Regions from separate parts of the Drosophila melanogaster genome. Here region 2 is linked to region 1. A link is a contact called in public Hi-C data. All regions are on one chromosome and are shown on one strand. The core of a region is the stretch at or near the end of the contact, and the rest is flanking DNA. Distances in the headings are between cores, read along the strand shown. Region 1 holds the start of nudC (nudC,). Region 2 holds the start of CG18135.

Region 1 (6,903 bases), core at 3,129-5,628:
GGCTTGCTAAATTGCTCCCCAATAGACAGTTCGACGATCGATGATAGATCGTGCAATTGATTGACAGTGTGGTTGAACAATCATTGCATCCAGAAGTGGAACCTTGAATACCTTGAATGGGCGCATGTACGTAATGCAACAAAATCGCCCCATATTTACACTTTTTTTATCGAACTAGGAACGGCAGCGGTCTATAATCGTTAAACGTTATCAAATGCAATGGCGAAATGATTTATACGGCGTCACAGTGGACATGCATGACAATAACAAAATGCTTTTAAATGTGATTTGCAATAAATTCGTTTGAGCAAAGCAATTTCAAATATGCAAAACAAACAACCGAATGAGTTTTGTTTTTCAGCAAAATACCGATAGCTAGCTGTTGTTAAAGGATTATAATTTTAGATATTTTGTGTTAAATTCCAAGATCTTTGACAGATCAGCTCGACAATTATTAATTGTCGCACAAGGCACAATAATATAATTTACATATCTCTCTATGGGGTCTTTCAACTTTCGGCCAGAGAAATGCATTTGAAAATACGCATTTGTTCGAAACACTTTTTGCTCTTTTTGAGCGACGATATAAATAGATTCTCCATAGGAAGAATTGTTGGTCCCGAACTCATTTTCAAAATTTTCCACTGCTTGTTGCGCTTGATTAAATTTTTAGCAAATACCTTCTTCCCAAAATAGTACATAATTTAGTGGCATTCGTTTAATTAGTCCCACATAAAGTTATCAATCAAAAGCCCAAGTGTCTACAAAAAAAAAAAAAAAAAAAAAAAACAGAAGTGCTAGATTAGTTCCAAGTACATGGATTCGGTTCCCTTGCTCTATAAGAAATCGTTTCCCATCGTATCAAAGACTTTCTATTGTGCTCTAGAGGCGGCGACTGAATCAAGAGTCGCATGAATTATAGGCAAGTTCAAAGTCTCAGAGAGCGATCGGAATTATCTGGCCGGGGCTACAACGTCACATCGCAATCTTCGGCGAACCATTCGGGTGACACATTCTCCCGTCTCGCCACTTGGGGCATTTAAAGAGGAGCCGGCCATATTATGGGGGGTACGGAACCGGTTCCCGGCTGCACCTCCAAGATAAGTGCCGAAAATTTGTCAGGCGAGATAACATTCTCTATTGCGAAGAATCTACCTGCTTACAGAGTACGGTGGGTATATGTGATCATGCGTTGATTGTTGATTCTTAATTATTCAGTATTTAATTTAGATATATGAACAAAAGGGTTCATTGATATAAACTAGTTGATTCATAAGAAAGAATAGGTTAAATTGGAAAAAGTTACTTTATAATGGAATGTGCAGCTTTTTTTTTTTAACAATATCTATATTATGCACAAGGGGTATTAACAATTTCGATTAGCATCTTCATCCGAACTTCTTGTGTTTCTTAGATCTTTTCTTTTTATTTCGCTTTGGTATCAGGCGTTTAGCATGTGCCAGCCGAGTGTCTGCGCCTGAAGGGAAAGAGGAAGTCGAAATTCTCATTCACTATGTTTTATTTTCTTTTTTATAAGTTAATAAACTTTGGCATACCGCTCGCCCGTGTCCACCCCTGCGATTTCATACAGCAGATAAGACTCATTCACGGCACTAGCACGAAAAGCCTAATGGCACAGTGAACTTCACTTGGGGGTTTTGGGGTTTGGGAAGGTTTTTTCCTTTCCGATTCCAATGGGTATGGGACCCAACCCAGCGCAGAGATTACGGCGTTCCATTGGGGGGAGCCATGCCACAAGGCGTTATTCACGATTTGCATGCGTGATAGCGGGGAATGGTCTATAAATATACACATGTTCGATTTCTGGCTGCAGGCGTAATACAATCACGGAGTGATAAGAATTGTGAAACGCAAAAATGTGACGTAGATGGGACAATAGCCCTCAACGTGTCTCAATATCTATATCTATCTATGATCTGATTTATCTGATTTGGGTGCAGTGGAAAAGTTTTGACCTAAGATAACATCAAAACCGAGTCGCAAAAAGTACGATATACGAAAGAAGAAATTTTGGTAGCTTATTATGGCACCGCAGAGAGTCAATAAAACTTGATAATCATGACTTGAATAAAACGCATATCTGCGTTTGTGTGTGCAGAAGCAAAGGTTGTAGTAAAGTCGTATGTTCTTATTATAGAAGAGATAAAATATGCAAAAGAGCCACGTTAAGCCATCAAAGATATATTAGATACTCATGGAAAACCGCAAAAACAAATGCTTAATCACTATGTGTTGATCATGACGCAAGGATAAAAATGGATTTCAAATCTATGAGAGGTTTAAAAACCTTTTCACAACTTCATATCTGTCATCCGGATTGACAACTTATCAATATTCCTATTTAATTTCCTTCAAATTTCCGCCGTTCTAATTGCATAACTTTCCGAGTGCGTCAGACCAATAGATGGCTATTTTCAGAGTTCACAATAATGCTGGCAAAACGGATATATATATGTATCCATAAGAACCAGCCCGCTGACGGTCGGAACATAAATTCCTGCGGAATTATCGATCACGTGTCGAATGGCATTTGCAAATTGTTTTGACATTTCATCCGACTAAGAGAGCAGTTAGTTCGTTTAATTATTTCCTACTAATTGGTGGAGACACCCTGTTCTTAAGTCCGATCCCAAGTCAACGTAAATATTTTCACTTCCATTTCGACAGAAGGAAAGAGGAGAAAAAATAAAGAAACGAAATTGAATATAGCAAACAAGTCTGCAGACTACCAGATGAGAATAGATCGCACAATGGAGGAGCGACCGGATGATACGGAGAGATATGTATATGTAGCCATAGATATAGCCAGCACCATTGCGTTCCATTGGCTCAAAGCCCAAAATGCGACAGCCGCGTGTGGCCCACATCCACAAACATAGGAGAGATATCCGTGCATTACGATAAGTACGCACATCTATAGATATTCAACGCAGATATTATATACTTATGATGTAAACAAGACCAGGCAACAAGTTTCAATAACCCCGAACGCAGAAATAAACAAATAAATTATGCGTCGACAACGTTGCGTGTGGTTAGTACGCTAAGTGATGGGGCATGCCACGGGACCATTATCGTGGGATAATTACAATAGGCGGTCCTAATGGGTGCCAGGATCCCACACAATGACAAGACCATTAGCCCCACCCAAGAACTTTCTTCCGTTGCACAATCTAAAAAAAACGGTGGAAAACCCAACTCCGGTAGCCGCCGACGCTATAAACTTTATTTTCCAGCGATTTACGATATAGCCTAGGCCAAAATTGAAAAGGGGGATCCATTGGGGGGGTGGTTATATTGCCGCTATAAATGCGCATTATCTGACCCGGCTGGGCGCTTATCAGGCAGTCGGGGCCAACTTCATTGGTACCCCCGTTGTTTTATGGCCTCCAACCTGTGCACTTGAGTCAGCTGTGCAAAGTTTTCGCCGCGGATTCCGATTCCGAAAGGGATCACCTCAATTGCTTTAAAAATAGCAACAATTGGTTTTCATTATCGGACGGTCGCGTGTTTAATTAGAGAATCAACTGTGCATCTTGCGGTTGGTTTTTTTATTGCGCCTCGGAATTACGTATTAGTAATTACAATTATGAGAACTTTTTTATCTACACTCACAGCGGGCTCTAGAGCTGATAATTAGCCTTGTTCGAAAGCCCTTATAATAACAAAAAATCAGTCAATTTGCTGATAACTCACTTTAGCTTTGATTAAATGATAAAGATCAATAGATCGAAGGGCCGTTCTTACACTAAAGTAAAATATTTTGGTAACTAATTAAACTTGAACCATTGAAGGTCCAAGTTAAATTTGTATATGATAAGTGCTAATCGATGGTCAATTATCATGGCTTCTATAATCGTGCACTACTGTCAAACATCAAAGGCATTCATGTTTAGATTTCAGATATTAAGAAATTTAATTAAATTAACTTCTTTAAATATGGTTTCAGAAATATTTGGACTTTACTACGTACCAAGCACTTATTCTTATGATTTAGCATTGAAAAGTTTCCAATTGCTCAGTTTATTTTCCCCATAAATTTCTGTCTGTCCGGAGAAATTTATCGCAGCTGCTTGCTATTTATGGCATAGGTGCGGTCCGCTCCCCACCACCGCCCGCTAATTGCGACGGGACTATCGTTTGCAGTCAATAAACAAGCAACATCGCAATTTACATTAGTTTCCAATGACCGTATCTGGTTGGGATGGGATTGCACATTTTGGGTACGTTGCCAGGCCCTCGCAATCCCCCCCAATCTCGCAATGTCTAGATAAACAGAGTTATGTAAATGGAAACCAAGAAAATTGCAGCGGGGAGCGATGGGGTACCGGGTATTGAGTTCTGGTCGCTTCTGTTTGCTATTTGTCATAAGAGAACTCGGGACCGTGCTTATCAGCAATCCACTCAACTACGCATACGTAATCCTCCCTATGAAATATCAATCAGTTCTAACCGCAATTGTTTAAAAGTCAGGAGCACAGAAGCCAAATATACTCACAAGAATTTGCTTAATCAATTTGTGACGGATTTCAGCATATTGTTGGACAGACGCTTTAAATCTAATAATAAATAAACTCATTTAAAAACATAACAAGCAAACATTTATGTCAAAAACATTTTGACGTTTTCGAAAAGCTTTAAAACATGTTCCTTGCAGTTTCTATTGCACATTTAACTGCTGATCAGTGAATTAGTCAATGAATGACAACAGAAAAGGTATTTTTTAGGACACAAATAAAATTTTACTGGTTTTAAAAACTTTTATTTTTTAAGGTTATGGCATCAAGAGTAATCTGATTAATATAATGCTATCATAATTGGTGGAGGCAATAACCATCAATATAACTGATTTAATTTAGAGGCTGCGACGCAATTGAAAAGTTTTCCGTTCGGGAACTCACTGAACCGATAAACCAAACTTGCGGCGCCACCATATTTCAAGCGAGACCGCAAAACATATTTAATTTCAAAGGGGATGCGGAATTTGCTTTGGGGGCATGACTACTTTGCTGACTTTTCAATAAGAATACGAATGTGTTTAGCTTTCATTTTCATCTTCACAAATCTGCGATAAGCCCGAAAAGGGCTCTAAACGCACTCAGCAGCAAAAAGGAGACTTGGTTCACACTTCCGGTAAAATCTCTGACAATCTTTTCTTAAGTCCATTGTCTACGCTTTTTATTTGCTCACTCAGTTTTGCACAATCCTTTTTAAGTGCTGGCACATAAAAACACACACATTAAGCGGTAATAAAACAAAGGCAAGAACGACGTTATCCTTTAAATTCAAGTGCAATTGAATTGTGAAAGCCTTTCTTCGTGCGGGAAAATAGCAAAATGCGGCGTTGATTGCATAACCGTTATGTCAGGAGAGCAAACCGGGCTGAGAGAGCGTACTTGGGGAAGCTGCCACCCCACACTCACCCACGCAGAGAGAAAGTTTAAATGTCAAGGGGCAGTGACGTAGTAAGGCAAACTTCGACGCCCACGTTTATAAATAGAAGGTGGAAAAAAATGTTTTTTTCATGAATATAAAATACAATGTGACAATAAGAACTTTATTCACCTTAAGATGCAGTAAATATACATAAGTGAAATGGATTTTTGTTTAATAATAATCTGTAGCACATTTTTAAGGTGTCAATATATTTTCTCAGTGTAATAAAGGACACTCAAGCACAAATACAGATACACAGTGGCTGTCATTAATTTTGATGCGGCAATTAGGCAGAGCGATTTGCGGCATTCGGTAGCCACAGACTTTCAGCAGTCACTGTTCTCGACGAGAGGGAAATGAAAAAAGATCGGATAAAGGGATGGGCGAGGGCGGTCGGTGGAGCGGCGAGGAAGAAATCACTGCCATGGCCCTTTGAAGCAGAGGAGAACGGAGCTAACCTTACTCTGACCTTGATGCGGAGCGAGCGGGAGAGCAGAGCAGCTGTCTGCATCACAGTACAAGGGGAAGGGGCGGTAAATAGCGAAACAAGATTCACGAATGAAGCACAGCACAGCCCATAAAATAGTCAACGAGCAAGAAGAAGATGAAAGGGGTGGGGGCAACATCAAGAACAGAACTTCGTAGCGGCAAAAAACAAGTACAAGAAGGAGAAGCTTGCGGCAGGGCGGTAAATAACAGTGCAGGCCATTGCCATAGGTCCGATCAGTTATATCGCAGCCCGTTTGTGGTATTACTTATTTTATGATTACTTTATTTTTTATTTACATTACAAATACCTATTTTTAATTGATTTTGAGAAACATCAAAATTAAAACTGCGCACTTACGCAATTTTTATTTTATTATGACTTTTTAAAAGTATAATATTTAATAAATTTTAATGACGCACATCATAAATAACGTATATAATATATGCTTAAGGAAAAGATTACTGGTTAAAAATTAATGAATCACTTAATGTTTCAAACAACACGTAACTAGCACTTAAGAAAACCCTTCCTTTCCAATAAATCTATCATTTTAAGTACCCATAAATTAGCGAATCAAACAGCTGCTAGTTTTATGTCCCCCACTGTAAGTTCTGGTGCGGGAGCTTCTGCTCTCCTTCTTCTTCCTGCTCTCTGCAATGCTTCCTCTTCCCACACTCCCTCTTTTCAACGTGTGTGTCTGTGTTTCTCTGTGCTCCATGTAAAATTTATTGATTTTCTAGAGGAACTCCTACGGGAATCAGGAAAAGCTGTGGTAAGAAAAAGGGGCACCCGGAACCCTTAACTATTCTCTTCTTCATTACAGCGTTTTTCATATTCCCCATCCTATACCCCATGGTGAATATTAGCCGTGCTAGGTAAGCACGTATGTATGTATGTGTGTTAAGTCATTTGCACATCACAATTTTTAAGCGACACAAAAAGGAATTCCACGCATA
Region 2 (7,663 bases), core at 4,455-6,954, 2.2 Mb after region 1:
CAGTCGCTCCTCGGCGGCCAGGGGAACCTCCAGCCGCACATTGAACTCCCGCAGAGTGGGCTTACAGGCGGCGGAGGATCCAGATCCCGACTCTAGCTCGTTTCCGGTTCCATAGGTGATGGAGGCTCCGTCCACGAAGGCGGCACACTGCAAGGACAAGGCAACGGCCAGGATTAGTACAGTCCGAGACATGGCCATCGGGTTAGAGTGGAGATCGCGCGCCGACTGAAAGTCGATCGAGCGGCGGAGTCCGCTATTAAATGCTCGGCAACTTTCCTGCTGAGCCAGCGAGATTAGTCGATGACCCCTTGCGGATTCCGTTTCTGCCTGATAAAGTTTCTCTAAGCGGGGCGTCGACTGTCTGCTGTCTCTGCTCCCTAGCTCCCTAGCCCCCGTGCTCCCAATGCCCCCGCCGGCTCGTCGGAATCGCCGATTTCTCGATTTAGAATCGAAAACAAGTTCGCGCGATAAGCACGCGTCTTTAGTCGCTCCAGAACCGCTCGTGACTTTCAGAGGCGCAAACAAGATCACGTGTTGTACTGGGGCCCGACTAAAGATCATTCCGCCTATTATCAACAGCTTAGCTTAGCTATTTAGCTATTAAAAAAAAAAAACAATAAATATTCGAACCACTTGAGTCGCTCGATTGGACACTGATCTGACGTATAGTCATTTGATTTATACGTGCCTTTTTGCTAAGCCTGCCTTCGTCAAATTTCTATTTGCGTAACTATTTGTCAAAGCGTAGATAACCCCTAATATTTATATAAAAATATATTGACGGAAACCCATAGTTTGAGATCTAGCCCATCTGCCCGGGAAATAAAATTGAATTATGGCTTCATTTAATTATAGCCCAGCTCGTACGTGTGTATTTACAATCTATTCGTCATAAATTTAGTTGTATTCATTGAAACAACTAATTCGTCTATGGCGTTCATCAATTCAGGTTAAAAGTATTGGAAAGTTAATAAACATAGTTCTACAGAAAAATTGCTAAGGCCCTTCAACAAATTGAGAAATATTTAATTAGAAATATATTTTTATACGTCAAGCACAGGAGGCAATAATTTAATTTCCTCCCATTCCACTTGAAAAATGTAAGTAGCAGCACGCGCTACAAATTGTTCGATATCGAGCGGTTTACCTTTGAGCGAATCGCGCGCAAGCCGCACGGAAGCGGTTGCAATTGAGGCGGTTTAAGCAGCGGTTGCTGTTTTTGTCGCTGCTGCGACTTCTGGGCCGGCGACTGCCATGAATGCCACGGCAGAGGATCGGTGATGCAACGACTGCTGAGTGCCCTACACCTGCCGACGATCCCCTGACAACTGGGCGCTAAATTCACTCGCAGCGGGCGCAGTTTACGTAAGTGGAGCGGACCCATAAATTAACCGAAATATTGAATAAATTAGCACGTGCTGTGCCCGCACACAAATTGTTTACCGAGCCGCCTACTTTATAGACCTATTATCGGCGGAGCAAAAGGCGACCAACCACCCACCCACCTAACCGACCGACTGTTCAGATTTGGCTATATGTAGATTTTTGGCATGTATATTCATCCGCCGCCTTGGCAACATTTCGATGGCAAAAGTCGCGTGTTCTGGTGAAATTTTCAAAACTGCGCGATTTGGCACTAGTTATAGTTGTTATTGCTAGCAAGGCAGCATATAGTTTTCCGCATTTTTTATTTTTGACTAATTGCGTCAGAAGGTGCGTTTTGCGAGCGATTTCCTGGCGATTTCACGTTCTTGGCACAATTAGCATAGCCTTGTTAGTTTCTACGGGGGGAGAAACGCCCACAGTAACGCCCCAAACATCGAATAGTTCTCAAAAGAATTTTGATTTCGAGCAATATGTGGTTCAGCTTTTAATTTCTCAACTCTATGTTAATTTTCTTATGATATTCGAGCTTTGCTCCGATTTCTCAAACACCTTTTCACGTGTTCCTAACGCAGGCGCTCTGCTACTCGCTCTATATCTCTCTGAATACTCTGCCATATGTTTTTTGTTTTGGGAAATTTCAGACTCAAAAAGCTTTTCATGTTTGGGCCGTTTCTACTTCCACTCACTTCTTGGCGTGCGTTTTATTTATAGTGAAGGCGAAAAGCTGGCCCATGTGTTTCGTGGCTTGTATTTCAGCTGAACTCGTTATCAGTCAGCTAGGTATCAGAGCTCATATATCAGCCATATACTATGTGTAGTTTATGGCAGCCTCTTCAGAAATTAATAAGCCAACATCTAATCAGACATGGGCCACTTGAGCGGGGACCCTCTCGAAAGCTTAACCTTATAGCATGCTTGGTGCTTGAGTGGTTGAGTCACGTGAGGCAGCGACCTTTTGCAACATGTGGCATTCAGTTTGAAGAGAAACTCAAAAGAGTGGGATATATTATACCGGGATCCCAGGGGTGGTACTGTACGTGAATTACTGGATTACTTCGACGGAAATGACATCAATAGGATACCATTCTCGCAAGGCGGGAAAACATACATAGGCATTTTTTATTTACACCAATCCCCAACTTAGGTGTGCTTGAAACACTTTGTTATTAACCAAGTTGGCAATTATTTCCCCGCCCATATGATAGCCCTGATAGATATATATACATACATCGTTAAAAGCCCCCCTGCCCCCGTCGAATATAGATTTTCCTTTACCCACGACAATTGCATAAACAAAACGCGCAGAAGACATGCAAATGTCCGATGACAACAGCAGCGACCTTCAGACACCCCAAAAAGTCAAAAGCTCAAACACCTGCACTATGCCGACAGTCGAAAAATCTGTAAAGCCTAAAGTATGCATTTACAAAGATTTCCGGTACTGTCCACTGGATGTGGGTAATTACATTTTTCATGTGGTCATCCGGACTCTGGGCTTCCATGGGGGTCAGCAGCATTGGCACCGACATTCTGCTTCTTTTCGGCTTCTTGGTTTTTGGGGATAGCACAAGTAAGTTAGGTAGGATAGGTTGCTTTGGTGCGGGGACCAACGAAATCAAGAAAATTCCACTTGTATCACAGTTAATTGTTTGCACTATGCGGCGTATGCGCAATATTTCAGTTTCTTTAGCTAGGCAAGCATTTTGTACTTGGGTATTGGGCCTGTTGGCTTTTATGTACTGCTGGTTTTGTTATTCGGGTTTGTATCCTTTGTGGACAGTGGGAACTAGGACGCTGTAGACGGTCCGTCGTCACAAATCGACGTTGCAATCGCAACTGTTTCGGGCGCTTTTGTTGTGCGCGCAATTTAAACGATTTCTTTTTATCGAAACTGAGTGGCGGAGCTTTTTTCTTTGTGCGAGAGTCGTAGTCGTATCCGACGACTTGGCGATTTGTTTTGGTTTTCAGTCCGGCGGTACAGTTGCGGCTGGGGCTTTTTCGAAATGTTGTTGGCCTCTACCGACGGGCAGCGACGAAACAAAAACAGAAAACAGCGAAACACACCAGATAATACAGAAAACATGAAGATTAATCGAATTAGCAATGCCCTCGATCGTCCAGAATCAGGACAGGAGAACAAAGCGGAATATGCGAAATTTAATCAACCGTCTAGGTGGTAATCAAAATGTTCCTAGGCTAACTGTTTATGAGTGGGCATAATTAAACGGCACTGGTTGATCCATTTAAAGTACCGATAAGGGAAAACAGAGTGCTTTGTCTGTAGAATAACTAGGAGAATATTAGCAAGGAATGTTGCTTTGGGCTAAATCAATAAAAAGAATATATAACTAGAAAATACAGTGCAATATACTAGCTGGTCGGATAAAATAATGTTTACTCATTGATTATCTTTTGCCATTATAAGTTTAAACATACTCAAACCCTTTTGCATACCAAAATTCACAAGTGAAACCCAATCCCCGGCCGAGTTACGTGAGGTCAGTCTTCAAATATACCCACATTCACAGGGTATCCCACTAAAACTCCCCATAAAATGTGCTGTGTAGTTGCGCTGCTCGGCGTAGCACGCAATCCAAAAGCTCGCAGCCTGAGCGCGGATGACAACAAGAGCACATTGGAGAACCCAAACCCCGGTCCATCCCCCACTATGCCACGAGGCCATTTGCTCCGCCGAGAAAACGTGTTGGTCGTGTGCAGCTGTCGGCGGCGATGGTGTTACGCACGTGAAGCGGTTTTCAGTCCGATGTGTGGGGCGTAGTCGTAGCCAGGCCCTCGCCGCAGCTTCTCGTCCACATCCACCAGCACATCGACATCCACATCCACAGACATGGCATCAGCCGAAAAGCTCTCTCCGGAAGACCGCCATATATCTCTCTCTAGGGGAACCGGTTTTCGTCGGTTGAAAATTTGCTGTTTTCCTCGCTGTTTGTTTACATCGCACAGTTAGTTGAGTGTTTGTTTGATAAGGCAAGAACTATTCAAGCTTTTCGGCTTCGGAAACAAAGCTCTCCGGTCAAGGTCTTGGGCTCCCTGTTCCGATCGTAATCGCATATTTTGGGTGTTGCTAGTTGTTGCTATATCTTGGCTTACACGAGGCCATAAATATAGCCGAATGAATAAACAAATTCAGCCGCATTTTATTCACTTTCCTGCCAATTTCTCCTTTTCTCTTGATTTATAATAGTTGCGGCGCACAATGTTTTCATATTTATTTATGTTGCTATATTTTGTACAATCAATTTGCCGAGTAGCCGAATCGCCCCACTGGCTCCAAAGTCCAATTTATTTGTTTTTCTTGTTTATTTCGTTAATGTTTACGAAAGCTTATTTTGGCTTTCCACTATAGTTATATGTATGTTTATGTGTGTGTACGTGTGCTATTAACACACCCCCTTCTAGGAAGTCGAGTCGCATAAAAATTCAGGGCTGTCGCGTCCCGATTTGTTTTTCTACATAGTATATTCAACATGATATCGGTCACGTTTGCTTGTTGTTCTCTTTTTCAAAACAATAATATTTTTTTGTTTTATTCTATAAGACTTTGCTTACGGCTACATCTGTTGTTTACATCATCCAACCACTTCTCGTTAAGAACATGTAATCGGAAAGGCGAAATAAGCGAATGCGATTGTTTACCTTAGATAAGATTTATATAAACACATTTTATTGAGCAATATCCGTGCGATCAGCCCCATACGTATTAACTATTAAGTTGGCCAATTTCATTACGGCACATCTCTGGCCTTAACTAGTTAATTGCACTTCTACGACTTTTTAAATATTCAACTTTATAAAAAAAAACAGCCATAACTCAAATTGCCTTAGTAAATTAATAAAACTTATCTTTAGACAAACAACGAAACAACTGAATTCGCGTCATACGCATGAAGTCATTTTCGAATCTTTTAATATGGTTGATAGATCAATATCAACGTCAACATCTTTTAAATACTACCCTTTCTACTTTTAACAATAGAACATATGTTTAGACTATGAAATAATCGTTAACTGGTACCTGGTCGGACATGATCAATGATCGTTGTCAGGGTCGTTGTTCATCAATTTGCCCTTGAGGGGGCGTTGGACTTGTAGCACCTCTCAGCTGTTTTTTCACGCGGTTTCTACACCTTTATGAGAACTTTATGAGCACCACACTTCCACCGGAGCAGCGATTCTTATCACGCACACAGGGGCCTCCAGAGGCCTGAATAACACTGATGGGGATGTCGGACTATGTCGAGTTGAACAGGGCTTTAAACTTAGTCTTTTGCTAAATAGGAAGTCGCTTCTGTCACTTTTTCCACTTCCTCCCCGTCGCACAGCGTAAATACAATTAAATCAATTTAAAACAATAAAAGTCGTAGAGCAGTCGCCACAAAGAGAGACAATGATAGAGGGCAGCATCGCGGCAGATAGGAGGTACTGAGACATATTGGGTGTCTCAGCGAATCGCAACTGACCTAAAAGATTATAGAAAGAGATTAAGCAAATGTGCAAGAGATTGCAGCGAAGTGAACTGTACCCGGCAACAAACACGTCACGTTACGGATGTGGTGTTCTCCTCGCTAACAGCTTCTTCGGTTGCCTCAGACTTTGACTGTGCAGCTCCCTCCGCTGGCGATGACTTCTCATCCGCCTTTGTTTTAGGTTCACGCTCGAACAGAATGACCAGCTCGGTGTGCATGGTGTGGGGAAACATGTCAACGGCCACAGCGGACTTTGGGTAGAATGGCTCCCCCTTGTATTGCTTAGACTCCGGTCTGGCCAGCTCGATGAAATTCCGCTTAGCACTGTGCGGATTGCAGGAGACGTAGACCAGACGATTGATGGCATCGGCTGATCGAATTGCGGCTATCGAGCGGTGGTCTGAAAAAAACAAATAAGAAATTTGGAAAGGTATAGCGCTTTGAACCTTAAAATAATTCAGCAAATTTATAATATTTAAGCAACGTAAACTTACGCAGTCCAGCCCTGGGGGGATCCACCACGGCAATAAGATCCAATGGTTTACCCGGCTCCTGATCGTAGAGAGCTTCGCGCACCATACTCTTGATGAAATCATCTGCATTTCCTGTAAAGAACTTTGCATTTTTAATGCCATTCGCTTCCGCATTAAACTCGGCATCCTTAATCGCATCAGGGACGATCTCCACGCCCATCACTTTCTTGCAGTGCTTGGCGAACGCAAGGGTAATGGTGCCAGTACCACAGCAAATATCCAACATAGTTGTGTCCTTAGTAGGAGCAACTAGATCAATGGCCTTTTGATACAACACGTTGGCTCCTTCTGTGTTGATTTGGAAAAAGGCCAGTGGGCTGATTCGAAACTGGAGACCCTGTATGGTATCGGTGATGTGGGTGCTGCCCGAAATGTGTTCCACCGGATTAATCGTCTGACCTGCTTCCCGATGCTTGACATCTTGGTAATACAGAGAGCTGCATTTGTACGGAGCATCATTTGCCAGATCTTCGTAGAAGGACTTCAGTTCTTGCTTAAGTTCAACTTGTTCGTCTTCACTTAAGTTCGAGGAGTATATGCCCGCCACCAGCATTAGTTCACCTGTGGCACTGGAGCACCGCACCATTAGCTGCCGGAAGTGGCCAATATTTCCGTCCGGATTGAAGGGCAAGAACTTGGACTTCCTCACCAAGTCCTGGAAACTGCGAGCAGCCCACTTGGCCTGCTCCGGTAGATGTGGCAAGTCTGCGACCTCGGCTACTTCCACAGATCCATCGCTGTAGCAGCCCAATCTGAAGCCCACAACCACTTCGCCTACGGAGTTCTTTCCCACGGTGAACTCGTTTTTATTTCTATACCCATTAACGGTGGGTGAGGGAAGCACCTCGTGGAATTGGAACTTATCCAAGTGGGGCTTTGCCCGCGGATTGACCTTCCGAAGTTCCTGGGTGTATTTCGCCAGAAGTGCCGACATTTCCTCGGATTTTTGTTTAATCTGCTGGTCGTAGGCAATGTGCGACAGAGGACACGTGGCTTCCACCGCCGTACGTTGTTTCTTGGGCTTTCTCTCCGACTCCTGTTCCTCGGCAGCTCGCTTTTTCTGTAGAGGATCGGCCGAGGCCTTGGCAACATGAGCCTTCAACACCTTTCCCTTCCATTTGTATCCATTCAGGATCTCCAAGGCCCTTTGTTGATCCTCCTGACTGCGGAAGCACACAAAGGCGAACTCTTTTCGAGTTGGAGCCTTGATTTTGGTCACGTCAAATTTGAGGGTGTTTCTCAAAAGCTTCTTAAACT

The links. A called contact is a pair of places that touch in the nucleus more often than the background predicts.
Region 2: a Hi-C map of the Kc167 cell line shows a contact between it and region 1, with 2.5 times the contacts expected there.

The regions. Positions count from the first base shown.
Region 1 is chr3L:16,800,616-16,807,518 of dm6, forward strand. It overlaps nudC (nudC,), which reads left to right and starts at 4,379. Exons shown (of 6, transcript NM_001259876.1): 1 at 4,379-4,737. The region is part of intron 1 of CG9674; the gene reads right to left.
Region 2 is chr3L:18,992,579-19,000,241 of dm6, forward strand. CG18135 reads right to left here and starts at 5,705. Exons shown (of 2, transcript NM_176346.2): 1 at 5,423-5,705; 2 at 1-147. The coding sequence starts at 5,434. It overlaps CG3808, which reads right to left. Exons shown (of 4, transcript NM_140826.2): 2 at 6,368-7,663; 3 at 5,930-6,273; 4 at 5,297-5,867. The coding sequence ends at 5,945.